2 separate regions of the Mus musculus genome follow, and region 2 is linked to region 1. A link is a contact called in public HiChIP or PLAC-seq data. All regions are on one chromosome and are shown on one strand. The core of a region is the stretch at or near the end of the contact, and the rest is flanking DNA. Distances in the headings are between cores, read along the strand shown. Region 1 overlaps Slc2a13 (solute carrier family 2 (facilitated glucose transporter), member 13). Region 2 holds the start of Slc2a13 (solute carrier family 2 (facilitated glucose transporter), member 13).

Evidence for each region. HiChIP or PLAC-seq counts read pairs in DNA pulled down with a chosen protein or histone mark.
Region 2: an H3K27ac HiChIP or PLAC-seq map of neural progenitor cells shows a contact between it and region 1, with 4 times the contacts expected there. The contact joins the promoter of Slc2a13 here to the enhancer-like site in region 1. A contact is called at or near these places in 4 of 39 promoter capture datasets (the 3T3-L1 cell line, hippocampal neurons and liver), 9 of 484 Hi-C or Micro-C datasets (the STO cell line, cerebellum, cerebral cortex and 6 more), 3 of 115 datasets of contacts at active chromatin or transcription factors (embryonic forebrain, neural progenitor cells and stem cell-derived neural progenitor cells) and 2 of 9 other capture datasets (adipose tissue and pancreatic islet).

Annotation. Positions count from the first base shown.
Region 1 is chr15:91,501,120-91,505,668 of GRCm38.p6, reverse strand. All of the region lies in intron 2 of Slc2a13 (solute carrier family 2 (facilitated glucose transporter), member 13), which reads left to right. Among named protein-coding and RNA genes, the nearest start is that of Slc2a13, 70 kb to the left of the region's middle. Within about 2 kb of position 2,793, at least 20 of the 459 cell types and tissues checked have an H3K27ac peak or open chromatin away from gene starts, as enhancers often do. A contact at or near this core is called in muscle stem cells, neural progenitor cells and pancreatic islet, where this site is marked.
Region 2 is chr15:91,571,019-91,575,707 of GRCm38.p6, reverse strand. It overlaps Slc2a13 (solute carrier family 2 (facilitated glucose transporter), member 13), which reads left to right and starts at 2,447. Exons shown (of 10, transcript NM_001033633.3): 1 at 2,447-3,133. The coding sequence starts at 2,611.

The sequences.
Region 1 (4,549 bases), core at 1,544-4,043:
TGGTTTATGTGGTTTAAGATTGTAGAAAATCTGGCTTTATGTCCCTTGCTCTAAAACAAACAAACAAAGACAGTTGCATATTTCCAACATACAATGATACAGATAAAGCTGCCCATTCCAAAAAGGCGGAACGGGAAGTGTTGGGACTTAGGAATGACAAACTCTGCAGGGTGAGGGTCTAGCCATGCATGTAGCACCATGTTGGTATCTGGGGATTGTTGTAGACCTTCTGGGTTCCAGTTGCCCTCAGTAACTTCACCGCTAGGGGCCTGTGGCATATGTGACCACTCCCTTGAGCTGTCTAGGCTCTGTGCCTGCAGCTTTCTTCTGTGAGTATCTCTTGTTTTAGCATCTCCAGTTGCCCAAGGCTCTACTGCAATGTAGACTCTACCTTCTCTGCTTCATTCAGTGGCCTCTCAGAGTCTCCTTGTATGGAATCCAGCTTACCACACACGGCCTGACCTTGAGGGAAACAAGGCACAAGCCATCTTGTATAACTGGGTCATGCTTTTAACTTCCATACAATACAGTACTATGCAGACAATTCCAGATTCCACTGCCAACTTCAGATATAGTCTGGCCTCTTCTACCAAAGCCATGCTGGCCTCTGGTCTCCTACCTGGCTAAACCTAAGGAAGTATATCCTAAGGTGCTGAAGCAGCAGTATATACTAGAAACTTTTGTCCAAATGACTTTCATTTTCCTATGCTCAAGCCTTCCTTGGGTGTGCTCTTGCCTCTGGCACACTTCTTAGTGCCCAGTAAAGAGAAGTGTAGTTTTGACAAACCGAGTTTGGGAAACACATGGAGTTGTTGCTTGAACTGAATCTTCCTGCTTTCAAGGTCAGTAGGGTAATGGGCCAAGTGGCTATGGCATTTGAATGCTTTTGTTTCAAGTGGACGATGATTCCTTTCCTTAGTAGAAGAGAGTCCTTCAAAAGCTATGAAACTATTTACATACAAATCAATTTAACTATATGTTGCAATGAAGGTCTTTAGCTATGATGGCTTTCCATATCACCTTGACTTATAGTTAAAAATGCATAGAACTGTGGAGTCCCATTCTTTCCACATCATTCGAGGGGATGAGAGAGAAGAGTGGAAGAGGAGAAGAGAGTTAGATTTGAATGCAGAGTGTAACTGTGTGCAATTTCTTCTGAAGGGTTAAGGCTGGGGGAGAATTTTGTCAGGCTCAGGTTGCAAAATAAAACATAGATAAAGACTATTTCTTATTTATCATGTCTGTCATGTGAAACATCCTTTTGCTTCCAGTGATATTTTCAAAAAAGATCTATTGTTATTTCCGTTGTTTCCTATGTAATTGAAAGAGAAATAATTCTGGCAGCTGAAGCAGGAGATTGCAAATTCAAGGCCTGCTTAGGCTCTGGAGTGAGACCCTGTCTCAAAGAAACAAAGATTCTTTTAACTGGTGGCTGTGTTTCCTGTCCTGTGGTAGTACTGTCAGGAGTTTCTAGTTTAATCGAGGTAGGCCATTGCTAGAATAACGTGATATTGTTTCTTCCCAGCTGTTCTGCTCCTGCTGGCTTGCAGTTATCCAGCCCGATGGGTGCGACTATGCTACATACACACTCTGCTGAAGAAAATTCAGAGCTGTAGCCTCTCTTTGCTTTATGATTTTGCTGTATGGCTTTAGGTGCATAGATACGAGTAAGCCCCATGTTCTCCCAAAGAATTTCAGAATTGTTTTAACCATGAAGTGAAGGTGAAATAATGCAATTTTTTAATGAGTTCAGCATAGTTAATTACTTGATAATTACTGATATTTACCATAGGTTGGCTCATAGTAAATATGTATAGGGGCGAAACTGGCTGGATATCATTGGTATCTTTTACTCCTTCCAAAGTATGCATCTCCTTTGTGTTTCATTTCTTAATTAATAAAGTGAGATTGATAATGCTATCCATCTCCTAGGGTTGTCGTGAAGGTGGTAGGTGTTCTGCATGTTGGAGGGTTTTCTGAACAGTGTTGGGCACATAGCTGGTGTCCTTTGTTAGCTCTTAATAGCTGTTCTAAGTGTTCTGCGAACCACCTGAGCCTGTACACTCAATTAGATTTCCATGTATTTGGGACCGACAAAGACTGTGTAAAGTGATAATTAACCCACAGCCTAGTTGGCAGAGGCCAGTGGTTGCTGCGGACTGCAGAACTCTGTGCCTTAAACCGTCTCCTGTCAGAAGATTCTGAATGTGCACTCGCAGAAGTAGTGTGAGAGAGCCTGTAATATAATAGTGGCTGTAGCATATCTAATCGGCTGAGCCACTCTAGGGCATCCAGGGGCCCAGCAGTGAAGGATTGGGGCTTCTCAGCAAATCAGTTTTGGGGAACTGAGAAGTAAACTTACCCTGAGCAATGAGGAGATGTTGTCCTAGGCTGACAACATCTGAAAGGATTGCAGCCCCGGAGAGTGTGTATCCTTCGGTCTCTGCTGGACAGGTTGTAGGGACAGGTGAACTGCTCGCTGTGACCTTCTTCGTGTCAAGGTTGATGTATGTTAGACGATGTCTTGCCGTGATGCTCAGGATGTTTTGAAGAGTTTCAGAACTTGTTAGTTCTCCCTTTTTTTCTTCTAGAGTCGGCTTGTTTTCCCTTCTTAGCCTCTTGCTTCTTTGTACCTTCAAAAGACAAATGGTTTTTCCTTGAAATTTTGGATGTTTGTTGTTCATTGTTACCACAGGGAGTTTTAAATGTTTGGATCTGTGGTTCTTGGCCTCAACTGCATATTAGCACCACCCGGAGAGCTCTTAATGAAATAGAATCCTTTGGGCTCAGAGCCCAGACCAATTAATCACAACCCCTAGGGAAGGTGGGGCTTAGACACTGGTGTATTTAAAACACCCTCTGGGAGACCCACATGTGAATACAGGATTCAGAACCCTTTCTTTAGCTTATAATAATGAAGTCTCCTGGTCCCCAGGGCCTCCTACCTTAGTGTATCACACACTTAGGGCTGCTTGTCATTCATCTGGTTCCTGACTTCAGCACATCTGGGAGACTGACATCCTCTGAAGACTTTAGCTAAGCTTGTGATGCCCTGCTTTTTTTAATCTTAGGTTGAATTGTTCACCAGCATAACAGCAATCCTTCCCGCTTTACCAGTATACAGAGCTTCAAAAAGGAGAATTTTCTTCCAAAGAATGATACTGGATAGTTCTACCCGCTGGAGACTGGTGGGGAGGGGGGATATACAGATATAGCAGATCTGTATGGGACTGCTCACACGGTCAGCCATCCCGAGGAGGTGAAATAGAGGCTGAACCTCCTCTCTGCCAAGTTAACTAGGACTTGCTCGTCACACACGGCTCCTAGCAGTGCTAGAGGATAGATACGGCATAGATAAGTAATTTGCACATAGATAACCTGAGCAGTGGGTCGTGTGGTCAGTGTACCCGGACCTGAACTATGTTACTCAGTCTGCAGTTGGGGTTGAGACAGTTAACTTAAAAGGAGAAATGGTTTTGGAGAGCTCAGCTCACCATTTCCTGACCTTTTGCTTTTTTTGTGGGGGGGTGATGGAACGGGGCAGAAAGTGATGGTGGGAACCGTGTGGTGGCACATGGCAGAGACAGAAGCTGACCTCATGGGAGTGGAGAAGCACACAGACAAGAGGCAGCCCTTTTGACGACATGGACGTCTCTAGGATTTGCCTGTTGCAGGGAATAAGGTTCTGCAGCCTCCAGAACTTCCCTGCCTATTGAAGGTTCCATCACCAGCCACTAGTACAACTGCTGAGCATGGTTTAGATACATGGCTTAGGGGACATAACAAAACTACGGGATGAAGTAGGATTCAGTCGGTTCTTGCTGTTTATGCATTGCAGCTATGTGCAGTGGGGTTTCTAAAAAGCTATGCATTTCCTTCTGTCAGAATGTATGTTACCAGTGGTGATAATTAAAGTAGACTAAACAATTGATTTGTGTAGCTTTATGTAGCAGTGGGGGATGAGGAACTGGGCTTAGCCACTAGAAAGTCCGAGACACCAGGGAAGAGAGGTTCCCAGGACCCAACAAGAATCACTTTAGACTAAATGCATAGTGAACGGAAGATAGAACCTATAGAGATCACCTCCAGTAGATAGGCGCCGCCCCGATTTGAGGGATCTCAAAATTTTTAACCAGAAAAATTCCTGTCCAAAGGAAAGATAAGGACAAAAAATAGAACAGAGACTGAAGGAAAGGCCATCCAGAGACCACACCACCTAGGGATCCATCCCATCTGCAGACACCAAACCCCACCACCTAGGGATCCATCCCATCTGCAGACACCAAACCCTGATACTATTGCTGTTGTCAAGAAGTGCTTGCTGACAGGAACCTGGTATGGCTTTTCTATCAGCACCTGACCAATACAGATGCAGATACTCACAGCCAACCATCAGACTGAGCCCGGGACCCCAATGGAAGAGCTAGGGGAAGGACTGAAGACACTGAAGCAAATTGCAATCCCATGGGAAGAGCAATAATATCAACTAACTGGACACTTCCCCACCAGAGCTCCCAGAGACTAAACCACCAACCAAAGAGTAAACATG
Region 2 (4,689 bases), core at 1,198-3,697, 70 kb before region 1:
ATATGAAGCCTATAGGACCATTCTCACTCAAACCACCACACCTTGAAAGGACTCTTATTTTTTTTTTAATTTATTTATTTTGAGAACATTATCTTTATTGCCATACTGTTTTTCAACAAGGATACCTTAATTGTGTAGTTAAACATCCAAGAAGCACAATATTGTGCTCCCTGATCAAAAGGACCTCATTTTCTTTGTGTGGTATTAGAAACTGGATTTGGAGCCTGATGGATGCTAGGCAACCATTCTCTAGTTACATCTTCATCCCAACAACAAGCATATTGCCACTGAATCAGTCACCATTGTCTCAGCCTGGCGTTCGGAATGTGTAGCAGCGCACCCCAAACTCTCTTTTCCTCTTCTACGATGGGGTCCTAGTGTTCTGGGACTGCGTAAATAAATGTCCTTAAACATTGGGATTCAGGACTTGCTTAGCAAATCGATAGCGATGCCTACACTTTATCTCGATTAGCAATGAACTATAATTTAAAAGTGATTTTTCGAACTCTAGTCAATGAGCACTTGCTGAGGCTTTGTAAGTAAGACAAAGTGGTTCATATAGTAATCTGGCGATTTCAAACATTTTGTGAAACGCTGTTGGAGGTGTACTCTGCTTTGTCTCAGCCCTCGGACTTTCAATTTCGCCATGAAGTTAAATGAGAAGAAGCTACAAGGAACTCCATGTTAGTAGAATGTTGTGGTGTGCCTAACTGAACTTGGCTCCTCCCAAGAACCCGGAAGAGCGGTTGTGTTACCAAGGTCACATTTCCTTAGCGGTTATGTTACCAATGTCACATTTCCTTCCGAGGTCATCTTAAACTCATGGATATAAATTACGAGGTGTAGACGATTTTAAGGAGTAGTTGGTTCCGTGTTCTGGAACCCCAAAGTTGAATTTGGAGCTCCTAGTGAGTAGAAGTCACGGTGTTCAATAGGTCAGCTGGATTTGAAGTTCAGCTTGTTTCAACTCAACAAGAGTTCTCTGCAGAATCTACGTGAACAAGCTGACCACCAGGGGGTGCAGTTTTGCTGCTATGGGCTTGGGAAAGACTCAAGCCTGAATCTTCTGAAGTCTAAGTTATTGTTTCATTATTTGAGAGATAAGTCTGTGTTTAATTTCTCCTTGGGAAGACGGCAAAACCTTGCTTTAAAGTTACACGATACATTTAAAGTTATTCCTCTGAGATAACCGCCCCCCCCCCACATTTGGAGAAATGTGGTTGGAAAGTGAGATATTTTGGTGACTAAAAATCAAGGTGAAAGGGACGTTGGGAAAGTCTAATAACTTCATAGTGTAATAGGATGACAGAAACAATTTCTCTGAAGGAAACAAGCTTAAACTGCATGAATAGGGTTCGTGCTAAGAAACATTTGTTCAAATAAGGGAAGTAAATGAAGACAGGAATTGTTCACGGAAACCATGGGTTTTAAATTTCTTTTTCATTTAAATCTGGTGTCCTACGCCTGAAGAATGAGACTGCAGCAGAAAGACACTTGATTAGTCTCTATCTCCGGAAATGAAACAACATAAAATAATTTACAGAATATTTAAATCAACGGGAGGTTTCCAAACCAGCCAACAACTGGCAATTAGCAATTAAAACAACCATCCTCAAACCATTTGAAATTACTTTGTTTCAGGCAAATGGGGCATCTAAAATCGCTTCTTCAAATCAATGGGGCAGCAGCAGGAATTGTCAGGGAGAAGGTATCTTTTTAGGCTCGCATGCTGGGCAAGAAAGGTGGTAATTGCCAATCACACAACAGATCACATTCTTGAGTTTCCTTGTTCCACTTGGAATCAGCTAGTTATGTGAGAAGGTGATGTATATACGCACAGCTAAAGTTGCTTTACCTCTGGGAATCCACAGGAAGCCTTCTCGTGAGAGAAGAGTTGCTGTCTGTCTGTCTGTCTGTCTCTTGTCTCTCTGTCTGTCTGTCTCTGTCTCTGTCTCTGTCTCTCTTTCTCCCCTCAGAAAGTCAAGATGCAAATGCATTTTAGAAGGGCGGAATTTAAAGACGGAGTAGCAGGGAGAAAGGAAACTAGAGACACCAGTGACCATGGTCCCAAATTGCTCCAAAACAAACTAATTGCATGAGAGCCAAGGGACACGGACACTCACTGCAAAAGGACAGAAGTAGGTGAGTGTCAGGCAGTCTCAGCCACCTCGGATTGCAAGCAGGAGGGCAGAAGGAGTCTTTCACCTGATCCTTAGCCTGCTGTGAGCTTGAGTGCTCTGGATAGCAAGCAGCTCATCTGCAGCCAGAAGGCAAGCTTCCCTGTGTCCTGGTACCCTGACTCCAAAGAGCTCTTGTCTCCAGGGGACCTCCGCTTAACCCCGCCCACAGAGGGAGGTGGCAGCGTCCAGGGGGAGGAGTTCTTCTCTGTCTCCGCCCACCAGGGGGAGGTGGGTCCCATTCGCCCCTCCCCTCCAAGCGGGCAAGTGACGCACGACCCCGCCCCCGGCCGCTCCGTAGCGCCAGCTTAGCAGAGGCTGCGAGGCGGGTGGCTCGGGTGGCAGAAGAGCAGCGGCTCAGCAGCTGGCAGAGAGTGCGCGGCGCCCCACACGCAACTTCCCCGCAGCCGCCTCGGCGGCGTCCGCCTGTCCCATGTCCCGCAAGGCGAGCGAGGACGTGGAGTACACGCTGCGCAGCCTGAGCAGCCTGATGGGCGAGAGGCGCCGCCGGCAGCCGGAGCCGGGGGCGCCAGGCGGGGAGCGCAGCCTCCTGGCCGCCGAGTCGGCCGCCAGCCTGCAGGGCGCGGAGCTGGAGCGCGCGGCGCGCAGGCAGTTCCAGCGCGACGAGACCCCGGCCTTCGTGTACGCGGCCGCCGCCTTCTCGGCGCTCGGCGGCTTCCTGTTCGGCTACGACACCGGCGTGGTGTCGGGGGCCATGCTGCTGCTGCGGCGCCAGATGCGCCTGGGCGCGATGTGGCAGGAGCTGCTGGTGTCGGGCGCGGTGGGCGCGGCCGCCGTCGCGGCGCTGGCCGGAGGGGCCCTGAACGGCGCCCTCGGTCGGCGCAGCGCCATCCTGCTGGCCAGCGCCCTGTGCACCGTGGGCTCCGCCGTGCTGGCCGCCGCCGCCAACAAGGAGACGCTGCTGGCCGGCCGCCTGGTCGTGGGGCTCGGCATCGGTGAGTGGCCGCGCCCGCGAGCCCCACTGACCCCCTTGCTCTCCCCTGCTCCGCGGTCCTTTGGGGGCTCGGTGGCACGAGCGCCCTGGTGGCTGTGGAGGATGCGTTCCCTTCTCCCGGATTCCCACGTGGAATCTGCGGTCGCCCGCGGGTCAGTCAGCGCCGGACAGTCTGGAGCAATTCAAGATACCCCAGCTTTCCCCGATCCGGCCTAACCTGAGGCCGCTTGTTGAGTTTAGGAGGGTCTCCACATCCCTGCCATCCCTGAGAGTGATTTCCCCACTGCCAGTTCTCCTTTAGGATGCTAAGCCCACCGAGCTTTAAACGAACTGCGAACTGCAATAATTAGTAGAGTCAAGGAGTTTTGAACTCCAAAATCCCTGCTCCGTTCCAGTTCCATCTTCTCTGCAGTGGATCATTTTTAAATAGAACACTATTTTCTCTCCTTGCTTTGTGCTCTGTGGTTGACTTTCAACCTTTCCACCTTTCTAGATGAAATCTGTCTCCCTTTCCCACCCGACTTAGAACTTTTACTTTGGGCCAACATTCACCATTCTTGTTTTGCCTTCTCTGCCTTTTCCATATGGGAACCAAATTATCCATTAAAGGTCACGTTCATTTCCTAGATTCAGTTAGGAGCCACTCCTGTGGATAAATGCCCAGCAAGATAGACACTTGCAATTTACTTTAGAAATGAAGAGATGTAGGTTCTCTGGGCATTGATTTTTTTTTTTTTTTTTTTTTTTTTTTGTCACCCTGTTTGCTGAGCGGGGGAGGCACTCTTGGTGTGCTCTTGGCAGAGGGAAGCTGTTTGGGATGTGCCCAGTGTTATTAGAAAGCACCTTTAAAGGGAGAATGGGAAGTTGTGACTTAAATCTCACTGGTAGTTTTCCAAGGCTATAAAATGTTTCCTTTTATAATTCAGTTTCCTTTAGGGTAAAGCGTTGCTTCCCCATGGGAGGGCTAGATGGATTCCCGGAGCTGTCCCTGAGCTGACCACTCTTCACCCTTCTGGATAGGTTTGTAAGGGGAAGCACACTCATTCATTCAACTCTGCCTCTAGGAGCCACGAGCCTAAAACCCCAGCTCACTGTACCCGTATCCCCTGATCACCGACTCTGCTTCTATGGGTAATTACTGAAGCATGGCAAGGCTCTCTGTGAAATGTGGATTTGGCAAAGGAAGGTCCAAATGACCACCAAAGAGACAAAAATCCATGGAAATCCCCTCTCTGTGTAAAAATGCCCTGTGCCTGTAGGATCCTTCGACAAATAACCTGCCTAGGACTCTAATCAGCATCATCTGCCTGGGATACAGATCCTCTCTTATGCCTCTACCTTCTTTTCTCCCCCTTGGCAGAGAAATCACACTTCAGTTGTCAGAGACTCATTATTAATTCCCAGACTTATATCTGGAGATTGATGTTTTGCAGAGGTGTCTTAATGAAACTCCTGAGTATCAGATGAAAAATTGAAGCATTTTGTTGATTCTTGCCTGACAGCCTGGGGGCCCTGTCATGTCAGGGTCCTTCCGGATGTATGATACAGAATTGAAAG